3 separate regions of the Mus musculus genome follow, and all the other regions are linked to region 3. The links are chromatin contacts, called in public HiChIP or PLAC-seq maps. All regions are on one chromosome and are shown on one strand. Each heading gives the region's core, a stretch centred on a gene start, on an enhancer-like site or on the middle of the called end of the contact. The rest is flanking DNA. Distances are from core to core; before and after follow the strand shown.

What was found. HiChIP or PLAC-seq counts read pairs in DNA pulled down with a chosen protein or histone mark.
Region 1: an H3K27ac HiChIP or PLAC-seq map of the NIH/3T3 cell line shows a contact between it and region 3, with 5 times the contacts expected there. The contact joins two enhancer-like sites. A contact is called at or near these places in 2 of 115 datasets of contacts at active chromatin or transcription factors (the NIH/3T3 cell line and embryonic stem cells) and 1 of 9 other capture datasets (embryonic stem cells).
Region 2: a contact with region 3 is called in an H3K27ac HiChIP or PLAC-seq map of thymic regulatory T cells, with 4 times the contacts expected there. The contact joins two enhancer-like sites.

What each region holds. Positions count from the first base shown.
Region 1 is chr1:40,357,066-40,361,236 of GRCm38.p6, forward strand. All of the region lies in intron 9 of Il1rl2 (interleukin 1 receptor-like 2), which reads left to right. Among named protein-coding and RNA genes, the nearest start is that of Il1rl2, 35 kb to the left of the region's middle. Within about 2 kb of position 1,891, at least 82 of the 459 cell types and tissues checked have an H3K27ac peak or open chromatin away from gene starts, as enhancers often do. A contact at or near this core is called in the NIH/3T3 cell line, where this site is marked.
Region 2 is chr1:40,473,370-40,477,662 of GRCm38.p6, forward strand. It overlaps Il18r1 (interleukin 18 receptor 1), which reads left to right. Exons shown (of 11, transcript NM_008365.2): 3 at 1,325-1,571. Among named protein-coding and RNA genes, the nearest start is that of Il18r1, 9.5 kb to the left of the region's middle. Within about 2 kb of position 2,517, at least 49 of the 459 cell types and tissues checked have an H3K27ac peak or open chromatin away from gene starts, as enhancers often do. A contact at or near this core is called in thymic regulatory T cells, where this site is marked.
Region 3 is chr1:39,760,078-39,764,355 of GRCm38.p6, forward strand. No RefSeq gene overlaps it. Among named protein-coding and RNA genes, the nearest start is that of Rfx8, 41 kb to the left of the region's middle. Within about 2 kb of position 1,489, at least 259 of the 459 cell types and tissues checked have an H3K27ac peak or open chromatin away from gene starts, as enhancers often do. A contact at or near this core is called in the NIH/3T3 cell line and thymic regulatory T cells, where this site is marked.

The DNA of each region.
Region 1 (4,171 bases), core at 641-3,140, 600 kb after region 3:
GGCTGGAGAATTTAGTGTTCAGTGTCTCAGGAGGACTTCATGTGCTTCAGAGAAATGATTTGTCTGTGATTATCAGCTTCCTTTGCCAATAAGCTGGAACACAGGTAGTGACCAGGAAATAGCCACTAGGCAGCAGCAGAGGCTAGTGGTGGGCCATCCTGCACTAGAAAGCAATGGGCCAGCTACTCTAGGAGGCAGTAGGCCAACCTGATTTAGGAGGCAATGGGCCAACCTGCTCTAGATGACAGTGGGCCAACCTGCTCTAGGAGGTAGTGAGCCATCCTGCTCTAGGAAGCAGTATGAGAAAGATCTTATTTTCTGGGTCTGTGAAGCAAAGAGATGTCTGCTGGAGCAGTTGTGCATATATTACCCCCTTCTCCCTCCAATTTAAAACTCAGCAGGTCATAGAGTGATGCTATCCTCTCTGTAAACCCTATACTTGGTACCTGAAGTAATTTATGTCTCTGGCTTCCAAAAAAGACCTGCCTGGATTTACTCAGAGCTCTCCACTGGGTGGCTGGGTGAGATATCTTCTTTCTCTCAGCTACAGAAGGAGGGTCATAAAGAGGGAGAGGAAGGCAGGGGGAGAGGGAGGGAATGAGGTACAGGAGGGACAAAGGAAAGGGAAGAAGCCCGCTTCTCTCAGTACTTAGCAGGAGCCTGAGGCAGGGGTCCTTTTTCACTGATCTGAAGGCCAAAGCTCTGCTCAGAGCCTTCACTGGTGTCTCTATCCTGCCGCCAATTTTTTTCTTTTCACACAGAAATGCCTTCCTGTGTTACAGAACCAAGATTTCTCTCCATTTAGGTTTTAATACAATCTGATTTAAACAAACAAACAAAAAAGTTTCAGAAGGAATTTGATCTAGTAAGGCCCTATGGAAAACAAAACAGACAAAACACCATTCAGTCTGCTTTGCTGTCCCTTATTTGCCTATAAAAACAATTAAAAAGACAAAAGAAATCCACACAGCTGGCGTGCACTGGGATGAGGAAATGCATGTCTTTTTAGGTCAAACATTTTTCTTGAACAGGAGCAAGGGAATGAGGCAACTCAGAGTCCAAACACATTCAGAGTAGCAGATCTAAAAAAAAAAAAAAAAAAGCTGTTTGTTCTAAGCAGCTGTTTGTGTACAAAAGTCGCCACACAGATTATTGTGTACAAGTTGTTGATAAAACACAGATGCTGTGATTCAAACTGTATTTAGCTAAATGTCAGAATTCAACAATTGGTAACCCAGAGGCTGGGTTGTAGCCCAATGTTGATGGCTGAATGAAAAGGAAGAAATAACTAGAAAAGGACTTGACTATTCCTCAGAGTGGTAGAGAAGAGAGTCTATTGTAGATAAAAGGGGAGTATAGCCTGGGGTGGGGGCAGGGACATCCAGGGGAGTACAAAGCCTTGTGAGGAGAGGGAAGAGCAGCTGATAACCAGCCTGGGCCAAGAAAGTAGACAAAGGGTCACCTAGAAGGTTGGAATATATAGGGAAGGGCAGCTGGAGGAAAGTCAGTTAGTTTATCCTCTTGGAGAGTTCAGGGTAGGGGCAGGGTATGCCAGTCCAGTCTGGAGGATCCTGTAACAGGTAGGGACTGAGGAATGCACGGAGAACTTGGCAGCCAGCACCTCAGCCCTTTGTCCCGGGTTTGAGATTTAACAGTGGTGAGATGTAGCCATGGTCCTTGCCTGGCCAGGCCAACACAATCTGAGGTGCTTGCCTGTCTCCCTGGCTGTCCCTTTGTGACGAGACCACAGCATTCATTTCTTCTGGAGTAGATAGGAGTGGTCTGCCTTCTATCTCCACTGACTAAGAGAATGTGACATGACGTTCTTTCATGTGGTGTTTCTGGAAGCTCCAGCCTCTCTGGCCCCTGCGTGTTCACACCTCTGACTCACTGTAACTCCCAGAAGTGTGAGTACAGCCTTGCCTTAGTTATTTATGGTGTGCACATAGTATGATAAAGCTGCCTGGCAGAGAAGTTGAGTTTGTCAGCAAGAGATGGAAGGAGGAGTGACTCACTCCCCCCTGTGGAACCGGGGAGCCCAACAGATGACACATCAGGACCCACTCCTCCCAGCTCAGCACAGCCAGGGGTGGTGGCTTTGGAGATTGGATCTGACAACAGGCCAGGAAGCCTCATGATTCTTTTGCTCTTATTTTTTAATTTTGGAAAGTGTTTGCTTCAATCTTCCCACCTCTCCACCTACCCAACCATTGTTAACTTTGGATAACGTCAAAGAACTTTGAATAAAGTCTCTAAAATGATCTAGTGATGAGCTTCCGAGGTTGATCATGAATCCTGCTGACAGCCTGAATTCTCTTGGGAAAATATTCTGGAACATATACAGTATAGTGAATATGGATGTGGAAGAGAGAGAGACATTATGTCCTTCTTGCCAAAGTTCACTCTAACCTGGTTGGTCAAGCCTTGCCACACAAAGGTAAAGATAAGTGACCCACGAGTTACAGTCTGGCAGCCATTCACAAGCCTGCTTGAAGTCAGGGAGTCCTGTATTTCTATGCTGCCCCAGGTGATGTCAGAACTGGCGTGTTAGGTGTACCCCAGTATCTGCAAGACTTGAATCAAAGAGTGGTCAGCAACAGGTCGGCTGAAAAATATGTGCACTGCTAGCTTTATTCCATTCAGACGCTTCTGTGCAGCGTGCAATGGACTAGAACAGTTAGAGCTAACCCAGCAGGTGTATCAGGCAACAAAAGATAAGGGAACAAACTAAGCACAGCTCAGAGTTGGTGAGAGGTCTTGGTCTCTAAAGGTAAAATTGCTTTCCTGACTAAAGCCACGTCAGTTAACTCTGGCTTTCCCCACACATGTTTCTGTGGTTTGTGAAATAACATAGATCATTCTGGGGCTCATTTCCAAAGACAGTTTCCTGTGGAGAGTCCCATTTACAACAGTGTTGTAATGTAAGGAATCTGGTGGCCTTTAGCATTTCCAAAGTAAACACAATCCTATGTGTTATGTGTGTTCACTTCAATGTTTTCTGTGCATGCTGGGGTGGACAGACAAGCCAGTCCTCAGGCAACTCGGCCACAGGACCTTAGATAAAGTATCTTTTAAATTCAAATTTTATCTATCGACTGCTTGATTTGCTCTGGAATGTCACATCAAGAGAGAAGGGAACTGGAGAAGCATTAGGCAATTTCTCATAAATATCAGTCTATAGACATGATCTCATTTAGGTTTTACAGACAGCAATAGAGGTGTGAACAGGTGCTTTTACGTAAAGGGATGGTTCGGTAGCCTCGGAAAATTAAAAAAAAACGCTTGGCCAGGCCAGAGATAAATTGCCACCTCTGCCTCTGAGAGACGTGGATATTGGGAGCAGCCACCAGCACATCTGAGTTTCCTCAGAACAGCCACGAGGGATGCTCTAAGTTCCGGGAGGTAACCGGTTCATCATCTGTGCTGCCTGTCACTGTTTCCTCCGCTGCTGCTCCCTTAACTTCATGGTGCGCAGCAGCCTTTTATTATGAGTGAGTGTGTGTGTGTGTGTGTGTGTGTGCGTGTGCGTGTGTGTGTGTGTGTGTGTGTGTCTGTGTGTGTGTGTGTGTGGTGGGCTGGGTAAACATCTGAGGCCTCAACGGTTGACTAGCAGCTACCTTTGGCTGTTGTCCTCACTGCCTCTCCACAAGGGCATCTGTTGTCACTCCATCTCTGGGTGGAGGAGGTGGGACTTCCTGGAAGGATAATGTTGGCTTTCAGGAGACAGGTCAAAGCCTTGTTTTCTTTGTTTCCTCGATCTGGGTTTTTTTTGTGTCCGTTCCGTCACACAGGACTTCAGAAAATGACTCAGTTCTAAAGGAGAGGGCTTACGCAGCACTGCTTTGTGGGGCTCTGGAAAGGATCTGAAAAGGCATAATTAACCAAAAGCGTTCTTGGAGCTTATACGTGGAGGCATGGAAATAGCTGCCCTATTTTTTTTTTTTCAAAATCATGTTTGGCCACCCCAGGACAAATGAGTGACTTAGGTTTAGAGAACTCTGCACACCTTTGAGAAATGGTGCAGCCCCGTTGATCTCAGCTTCCTTCCCAGAATCTTAGATTCAAGTGTACGTCTTGCAGTTTATCAGAAAGCGCCCCGAGCTACTATCTGATCCTGTCCTTGGGGCTAGAGAGATTAGCAGCAGTGACTGCTTTTCTAGAGGATTCTGGT
Region 2 (4,293 bases), core at 1,267-3,766, 710 kb after region 3:
TTAATGGAGGCAATCTCCAAAAAAGGAATTCATGTATTCACCAACCAAAGTACAAGTACTTATGTTTGCAGCAGGTTTGTTTCTTAAATGAATCAACACTTGGAACCTAGGATACCTTCAACTGTCCAGTAGATTCTTTTACAATAATCTAAGTCCTCAATACATATACAGTGAATCCTCTAATCATGGTATGGCTGAGCCCTGCATAGTAACAAGTCAGGAGCTCACATTGCATGTAGGAAAAAGAGTGGACATTTGTAGGCTTGATGATGTGTGGAGGGATCACACACAAGAAAGCAGATATACTATATGAGCTGTAACCCTAAGTCTCTAAGGCACTGGGGAAAGTTATTGAAGTGCTAAAGACTCTTGTTTTGAGTGTCAAGGAACAAGTCTGTTGGGAGATGGAGATGGAGAATAGGGATTGTGTTACAAGCACCAGCAAGAGACTGACACTCAGCGTCACTCTTGAACTTTGAAGTAGATCTAACATTTGAGCCACTTCCTTCTTTTGCTGTGGTTAACATCTAAGTTAACGCCCTCCCAAAGGTTGCTCTGAACAATAGACCCTAGCAACGGAGACAACATTTTGTGTATGGTCTTAAGAAAATACTGTATGTACTTAACAGACCGATTTTCTAAATAAGGATGAAGGGCATTCTAGATCCAGTGGAGTGGCTTTGAGAACTGTTCAACAACTGTAATTTAGAACAGAGGGCCACTCTTCTAAAGCTAAAGAATCCGAGCGAAGAGACGGGGAGATGGGAAGGGAAAGGATGGTCTGTATTCATCAGTTCTTGGTCAGTTATGTGGAAACATGCCACCGTGAGGATTTAGCTACCCAAGAACTCCTTTAACTCTCCCGAACCTCCCCAGATCGAGGAGACAGACTGGTTGGACAAAGGGACATGAGACCTGCTTTGACTGAGATGAACATGTGTACCCAGGTTTCTTGTCTTCCCCATGGAGATTCCATGGTGCTGACATTTCGAGGGAATATGATGACCCTATGAATTCTATGCCTTTTCTTAAAAGTAAGTTATAAAGTGTCATACTCTGAAGATGTGGCCTCCAAGCCTTCGAGTGAGGGTTGGCTAAGCTCTTCAACTTTCTGTTTAGGGGAAGCCGTCAGCTTTATCTTCATCTTGGTTCTGAAAGTGTCTTATCTCCTGTATGTCTTCTCTTAAGACAGAAGACAGCACAGGAGTACGATACTGAGATTTCTCCCAGCTTTCTTACTGACTGTTTATACTCATGGAGGGGGATCAGGGAAAAATCACCCTTGTCCTGTTTTATCTCCCTTTCCTCTTGCAATCTGCTGTAGAAAGTTGTATTCACCGATCACAAATTCATGTGGTAGAGGGAGAACCTTTTTATCTGAAGCCATGTGGCATATCTGCACCAGTGCACAGGAATGAAACAGCCACCATGAGATGGTTCAAAGGCAGTGCTTCACATGAGTATAGAGAGCTGAACAACAGAAGCTCGCCCAGAGTCACTTTTCATGATCACACCTTGGAATTCTGGCCAGTTGAGATGGAGGATGAGGGAACGTACATTTCTCAAGTCGGGTGAGTGAGCCAATTTGTTTTAACGTATTTCCTGAGACTCTTGACCTTGACTCAGAAAATCAAATACACATTTGTAAGCTCATGATAATCCATGCATTTTTTTCTTCCCTGTTCTCTCTTCAACAGGAAACAAATGTTTCATTGTAGAAATATTAAGCCAGTCACTCTAAATTTATATGTATGTATGTATGTATGTATGTAGTGTATATATATATACATATATATATGTATACATATATATATATACATACACATATATATGTATATATACACATGTATATATATATATGTATACATATATGTATATATGTATGTGTATGTATATATATATAAAACTAAATGATTAATGAGATTTCCTTTGCAGGGACTCTTGTTAATGATTAGCAGAGAGGAAATTCAGGTGGGTTTGGTAGTGAGGACTTCAGATGATATGGCACCTGAGGCAAGAGCAACAGGGGCTCCCTCCCACATGTCCTGCTCAGATTTCAGAGAAAGGGAGAAAGGAGAGAGCTTAGGGGAATACACCCTAGCCTAGATTTTGGACGTTTCTGAGAAACAAGAGGCAAAGTTACTGGGGAAAAGATATAGTTGCTACCCAGCCACAAGCTAATAGCCAAAGTCAGAGGGAGAGGGAGAGAGGGAGAGAGGGAGAGAGGGAGACAGCGAGGGAGGGAGGGAGGGAGGGAGAGAGAGAGAGAGAGAGAGAGAGCATGCACATACATATGTATGCACATTAGGCTCATGCATACATGTGTAGGTAAACATTCTTTATAAAGACTTGACATTGACCTATAAAACTTTGGTCTCTCAGGGTTAGCTGGGTGATATGTCGCTGTGTTGTGAGATGTAGCAGATTTCTTTTAGAAATCTGTCTTTATTCTAGAGCGAGCCCTGATCCTTATCAGCACATCTTAAAGAAAGAGAAGTGAGATTTCACAGCAAAGCCTCTTTTTTGCTCCTGTGGTTTTTCACAAAATGAGGTCATAGTTGTTTACTAGACACAGAAACGTCTGAGTGTCAGAAATATGTGGTAGAACTTGGTTTTTTTAAACAGTGCAGTAGATGTGATATTTTAAGGGAGAGAATTATAATATGTATGTTGCAACTGGATCTTTCTAGAGTGAGTGAAAAATGCTACAACTCACAACACAGTGACATATCGTCCAGCTAACCCTGAGAGACCGACATTTTATAGGAGCACAACCCGATGATAAGGATGAAACTTTGACAGTGGCTTTGAGTGTAGTGGAGCTTCCACATGGAAGAGGGTGCTTTGAACATCTTTAGTTCAAATAGAAGAAGAACCCGATGCCTGTGTCACATTTTATGGACCAGCGTTTTTGAGAGCATTAGAAGCAGGAGAGAGAGAGTTTCATGAATAAGAAAATGTGCTTCTCTTGCAGAAGACCTGAGTTCAGTTTGCAGCACCCATGTAGGGTGGCTCCTAAACACCTAGAACCCAGCTCTGGGCACCAGGGCCTCTTCTGGTGCACAGCACTGATACTTACATGCACATACATACGTACATACACATGCTTGCATGCACACAGAATCTTAAAACCTAACATCTTTTGAAAAGGAAAGAAAACCAGCTAAGAAGGAAAGTCACACAGAAGAGAGTTTTCTCCAGTGGAGGTGAAGAAATGGTGCACAAAACACTTTTATTGGAGCCAGAGAGAAGAAAATAGGTCTTTCTGTTTTCATTCTTCCTTTCTTCCCTCCCTCCTCCTCTCCCTTCTTTCTTCCTCTTTCCTTCCTGATTAATCTCTCTCTTTCTCTCTCTCTTTCCTGTTTTCTTTCATCTTGCTTTAGGTTGCTGCTGATGGAAACCAAGATTATGTTCGTGTTAGGCAAGTGCTCTACAACGGAGCAATCAGCTGTTAAGCTGGGCTTCTTAAACCTGAACAGCACTCAGCCAGAGGGGCCATTATAATCAGAGTGGCATTGATTCAAGGCCAGGGGTGACAGGGAAGGTGTGGGGGGGTGTCTTAGATTTTGACTTTCTTGATCTCAATTTCCTGCTAGCCTTTGAGCTTGCTCTTTGACAGGGAGTGCAGAGTGTTGCCTGGTTTAGGTTCCTAAGGGGTTTCCACGCACAGCAAGCACTCTGTTAAGATTTGCTGAATCTTAAGAACTGAGAATTGCAGAGGTGGAAACCAACGTGATATGACAAGAGGAGTTTTAAGAAGAAGATGCTGCCAATGGGAATCTGAGCTCTTTTCAGGGCCAAGTAGCTCTGCTATGCATGGCCACTTAGTCACTGCTTTTTAGCACATGACAGTCTGTTACCCTCCCTAAACCTGGCCGATTTCCTCTATGTTGAACTACAAGATAAAGAACAAGGCTTCAGGGAGTGAGAAAATGTAGTATTATGCCAATCACTCCTGTCTCTTAGGGGCAAACCAATGTGCATTTACTCTTGGTCCCACCCAGTACAACACACACACACACACACACACACACACACACACACACACTTGTGTGACCTTGGAAACATTGTTTAGTTACTTACATGAACATTAGGGAAATGGTCAATCTCCCTTGCATACACACACTGTAAAATATCTGGGAGTCTTTGACACACTGTAAAATATCTGGGAGACTTTGAGCAATAGACCACTTGCTCTCTCTTGTCCATCTCATTGTAGATATAAAGAGGACCTGGGAAAATCCAGGTGTACACATATTTCCCAGATCACAGGAAAATTTAACAATATATGTG
Region 3 (4,278 bases), core at 239-2,738:
TCCCTTCCTTTCCCTGTCTCCCTTCTTCTTACTCGCTCTCTCTCCTCTCCTCTCTGTCCTTCTAATTATGAGGAATACAACTAGAACTGGTCTTAACCATCAAACATCCACGTCTGGATTTTCCACACAGACAGTTTCGACAACTATGGAACAAACATCTCTGGAAAGGACTTCAGGACTGGAGATGCAGGAATCTCCTCTTGCCCTGCTTCCCCAGGGCATGGTGTTCCCAGGTACCAAGAATCTAAGGCATCTAGGGATGTATGAAGCATCAGAAGGATGCAGGCTGGTTCTATGCAAACATGATGCTATGCTCTCTAAGGGACCCTGTAAAGGAACAGGGGTCCTGGCTGTGAGGGCCTCCCTGCAGACTCAGAGAGAAGACTGTTACGACAGAGGCGTCCTTAGGGATAACGGTGAGGGCTCCATCTGAAGTTCATGCTGCTCATTCCTCAAAGCTCCCACCGAAAAAATGCTCTCATCTTCTAAGTCTGCCTCAGAGTCCACCTCCAGGAACTAAATCACACACTGGCAGCTGCTCAGGAGTGGACCACACATGTGCACAGAAAACACACACTTCTTGTTTATTCCATATTTGTTTCATTGTTAGTTCCACTTTATATATCTGCTATATATGGCACTACATTAGATTGAATATTATATAATTACATGTCACATACACATTACATACCGGCAGTTTCATACAGTATACATTCCTTTTCTTTTTTCTTTTTTTTCTTTTCTTTTCTTTTTTTTTTTTTTTTTTTTGGTTTTTCAAGACAGGGTTTCTCTGTATAGCCCTGGTTGTCCTGGAACTCACTCTGTAGACCCGGCTGGCCTCGAACTCAGAAATCTGCCTGCTTCTGCCTCCCCAGTGCTGGGATTAAAGGTGTGCGCCACCACTGCCCGGCCAGTGTATATTTCTTAAAGTGTTTTTTTTTTTTTTTTTTTAACTGCCTAAGCGTGTTTTGTTTTGTTTAAATATAAGGAATAGTGGGTGTGGAAAGCCAAATCCTACTGATCTCGTGAAAACATCCCTGATTTTATATTTCTCATGCCCTTGCGACCTCAGATTCCACCTACCTGAGCCACGCCCAGGTCTTCCTGGCAAAATCTCTTCCCTCCAGAATCTGACTCAGTCTTTCTGCCTGGCACACTGGGGCCGCAGCTAACAGACGTCGGATGAATAACATCCTGTAATGTGGGGCCCTCGCTGAGGAGAGGTGGGGGGCAGGGCGAGGTTCTGGGCCAGAATTCATGCTAAGTCAAAGTTAAGGCCCCAACTCCCAGCAGCTTAGTAACCGCACGACTGGCTTCATTCGTGCCGGTTCCCACACACCCACGCCAGGAAGAGGGAAGGGATAGCCTGTCCCCAGGAGTAGGGGCAACTGCAGCTCTTCCTCCAGTGAGAACTCCAGTCTCTGAGCTGGGCTCCATCCTTCTGCACTGGGAAATGGTTTTCTTGACTCCCCCTGGGCACTTTTCCCAGGAGGATCCACTAGATGGCCTGCGTTGAACACCACCTTTCCGGGAGCGTGCCTGAAGGGGGAAGGACTGCTTCTTAGCCTTCCTGCTTAGCTATTTTCTTCTTCTTCACAATTTGTCCAGGTAAATCTCCTGCAGTGTAACCATACTAACCCCTCAACAAACTTCACGTTAGACAATAGGAACGAGCTGAGGGGTGAGTGTTGAGACTCTTTAGTGGAAGAGCTCTCTGACTGGAAACACAGCAAATCAAGCGATTTCTGAGTCACAGCACGGACAGTACTGCAGAGAAAGAAGTAGTAAATTAAGGCCTGCTACACAAGCTAGTTTGAATAAAGAGAAACGACAAGACCTTGTACTGGTGGGGCCGGAGTAATTCAAGCTCCACGGCACTTTGGGGGTAGGCACGGGGCATCGCCACACATGTAGTTGTGGCTTTTGCCCTTAGTTGTAAAAGCCAAAGACAGTTTGAACTCTTTGACCGGGAAACTTCGAAGATTCCTAAAGCTAGAGAAAAGCAGTCAGTATGAAAAAAAAAAAAAGTTCGTCTCTGCTACTTGCAGTAAAGGAAACTTGGAAAGAAGCCCAGGGACTGACTGTAGGGAGCTGACTCAGCCAATGCGCAGCTGAGAAGATGGACCGCGTGGAGCGCCCCCGCCCCTGGATACAGGAAGTCCTGCTGAGTGGCTATTTTCTCTGGTTAAATGTAGATTTGCGAGTTTGGGGATGAAAGTAAGAGCAGACTGCTTGTGTCCGAGTAAACTCTTACACAGACAATGATTGTTACACCACACATGAAGAAAACCCAAACCAGCTTGTGCTGGATCCCCAAACCCAGCTCAGGAAGCTAAGGCAGAAAGGATCATGAGTTCTAAGCCAACCTGGGCTACTTGGAGAACATACACAAATTAAACTCAACAGCCACCGTCAGTTGGAGGAGCTGATTCTAGAGTCGATTTTCGGGAGCTGAGTGAGGGGCATTATAGTCGGTCTGGCTTTCTGTAACAAAATGCCACAGACTGGCAGAGTTCAGAAAAGCTTGGAGTTCCAGAGGCCATCAAGTATCATAGGAGTCGTCTAACAAGAGGATGGGTCAGAGCCCTCTTTTCTTCTCTTCCTGACTTCTCTGTGTCATCACCTCTGCTGGGCAAAGACTCTGTCAGGCAGAAACTGCTTGTTCTTGGGCTCCTCCTGAATGGTTGAGAAGGACATTCCTAAATTGATAAATTCTCTAGCCTCATGTACTCTGCCACAGCCTCACAAGACAGATGAAGAATCTATGCCATGAGAGATGAAGGTTTGACCTGCAGTGATGAAGAGAGGGATGCAAACATTCACTCCTTAAAAGAGACATTTCCATTGGCATGCTAGGTGGTCCCCCAAAAATACCCCGGTCAGAGAGAAACCCTAACCCACTTTCCCTGTGTCTCATCAGGAGTGGTTAAGGCTCTGATGGGGAAGGCTGAGCTCCCATAGACTAGCCTACACATGCTGGGGTAAATTACCGTCTGCTCATGCTAGCACTAACTGTCAGTCATGTGCTTTACATTTAGACACAGCATTTGAACCTAAAATCAGGCTGTTACAAGATTCTACACTGATCTGTCCTGTCTAACTCCTAGGGTACCATTACTCTGAACTAGTTGCTGTCTTGCTTTGTTTTTTTGTTGTTGTTGGAGTTTTATAAATATACGTAACTAGTTCTTTGAGAATTTCATTCCATATAATTGATCATATTTACCTTGTTTTCTTTATAACTCTTCCCAGATCCACCCCTCCCAATTTCATGTTTTTGGGGTTTTTTGTTTTTTGGTTTTTTGTTTGTTTGTTTGTTTGTTTTGAGACAGGGTCTCTCAATGTAGCCCTGGCTGTCCTGGGCCTACTCTCTAGACCAGGCTGGCCTGGAACTCAAAGATTCACCTGCCTCTGTCTCCTGAGTGCTGGGATTAAAGGTGTGCAACCATGCCCGGCCATGTTTTAGTAACCCATCAAATCCAATCCATACTTCTATTTACTTGTGGGCTTGGGGCCACATACTGCAGCATGGGTGGCCTACTAGGGGCCACACCCTTAATGAAAACACTGACTTTCCCTTCTCCAGAAGCCACCAACTGCCTCCATTAGGGGACTTATCCCCCACATGTCCAAGATGGATTGTCAGCTAGCTTGATGTCATGCAGTTCTTAGGCGAACAGTCATAGATGTTCTGTGTTCATTATGCCCAGAGGACACAGTTTGGCTCCCTGACCCCTGTCTCTGACAACCTTTCTGCCACGTCTTTTTGTGTGTGTGTGTGTGTGGGGGGGGGGGGCGGGGCTGCGCAATAGATGTCCCATCTGTGGCTGAGCACTCCACTGACATTTTTCTTCTGCACTTTGACCAGTTGTGATTTTCTCTGTTAACCATCAAGTCTGAGCGCCGCATTACTCGGTGGGTACAGAGACATAGATTTAGAGGGCTGTTTGATTTCCTATCACTCAGCAGAATAATAGACCCACCCCTGGGGCCTATGAGCGCCCCAGCATGGGTTCTTGGCGTGTTTAAAGCGCTGAACAAGTGTTTCTTCCCGAGGAGCAGGTCTTACACACACCCAGAAAGTGGCTGGTTTCTTCTGAAACATTCTCGCCACGGTCACAGTTTTCTCAACTGGGTAAAATTGTTTGATAGCCATCCCTCAACCCCCTGAAGCCTACACAGCAGGCTCCTCCTGTACTGTGAAAGCCAGCCGGGAGTGGATGCCTGCTGCTTAGTACAGTCTTGGTTTTGCCATGTCCTCTTATGGAAGTATGAGGT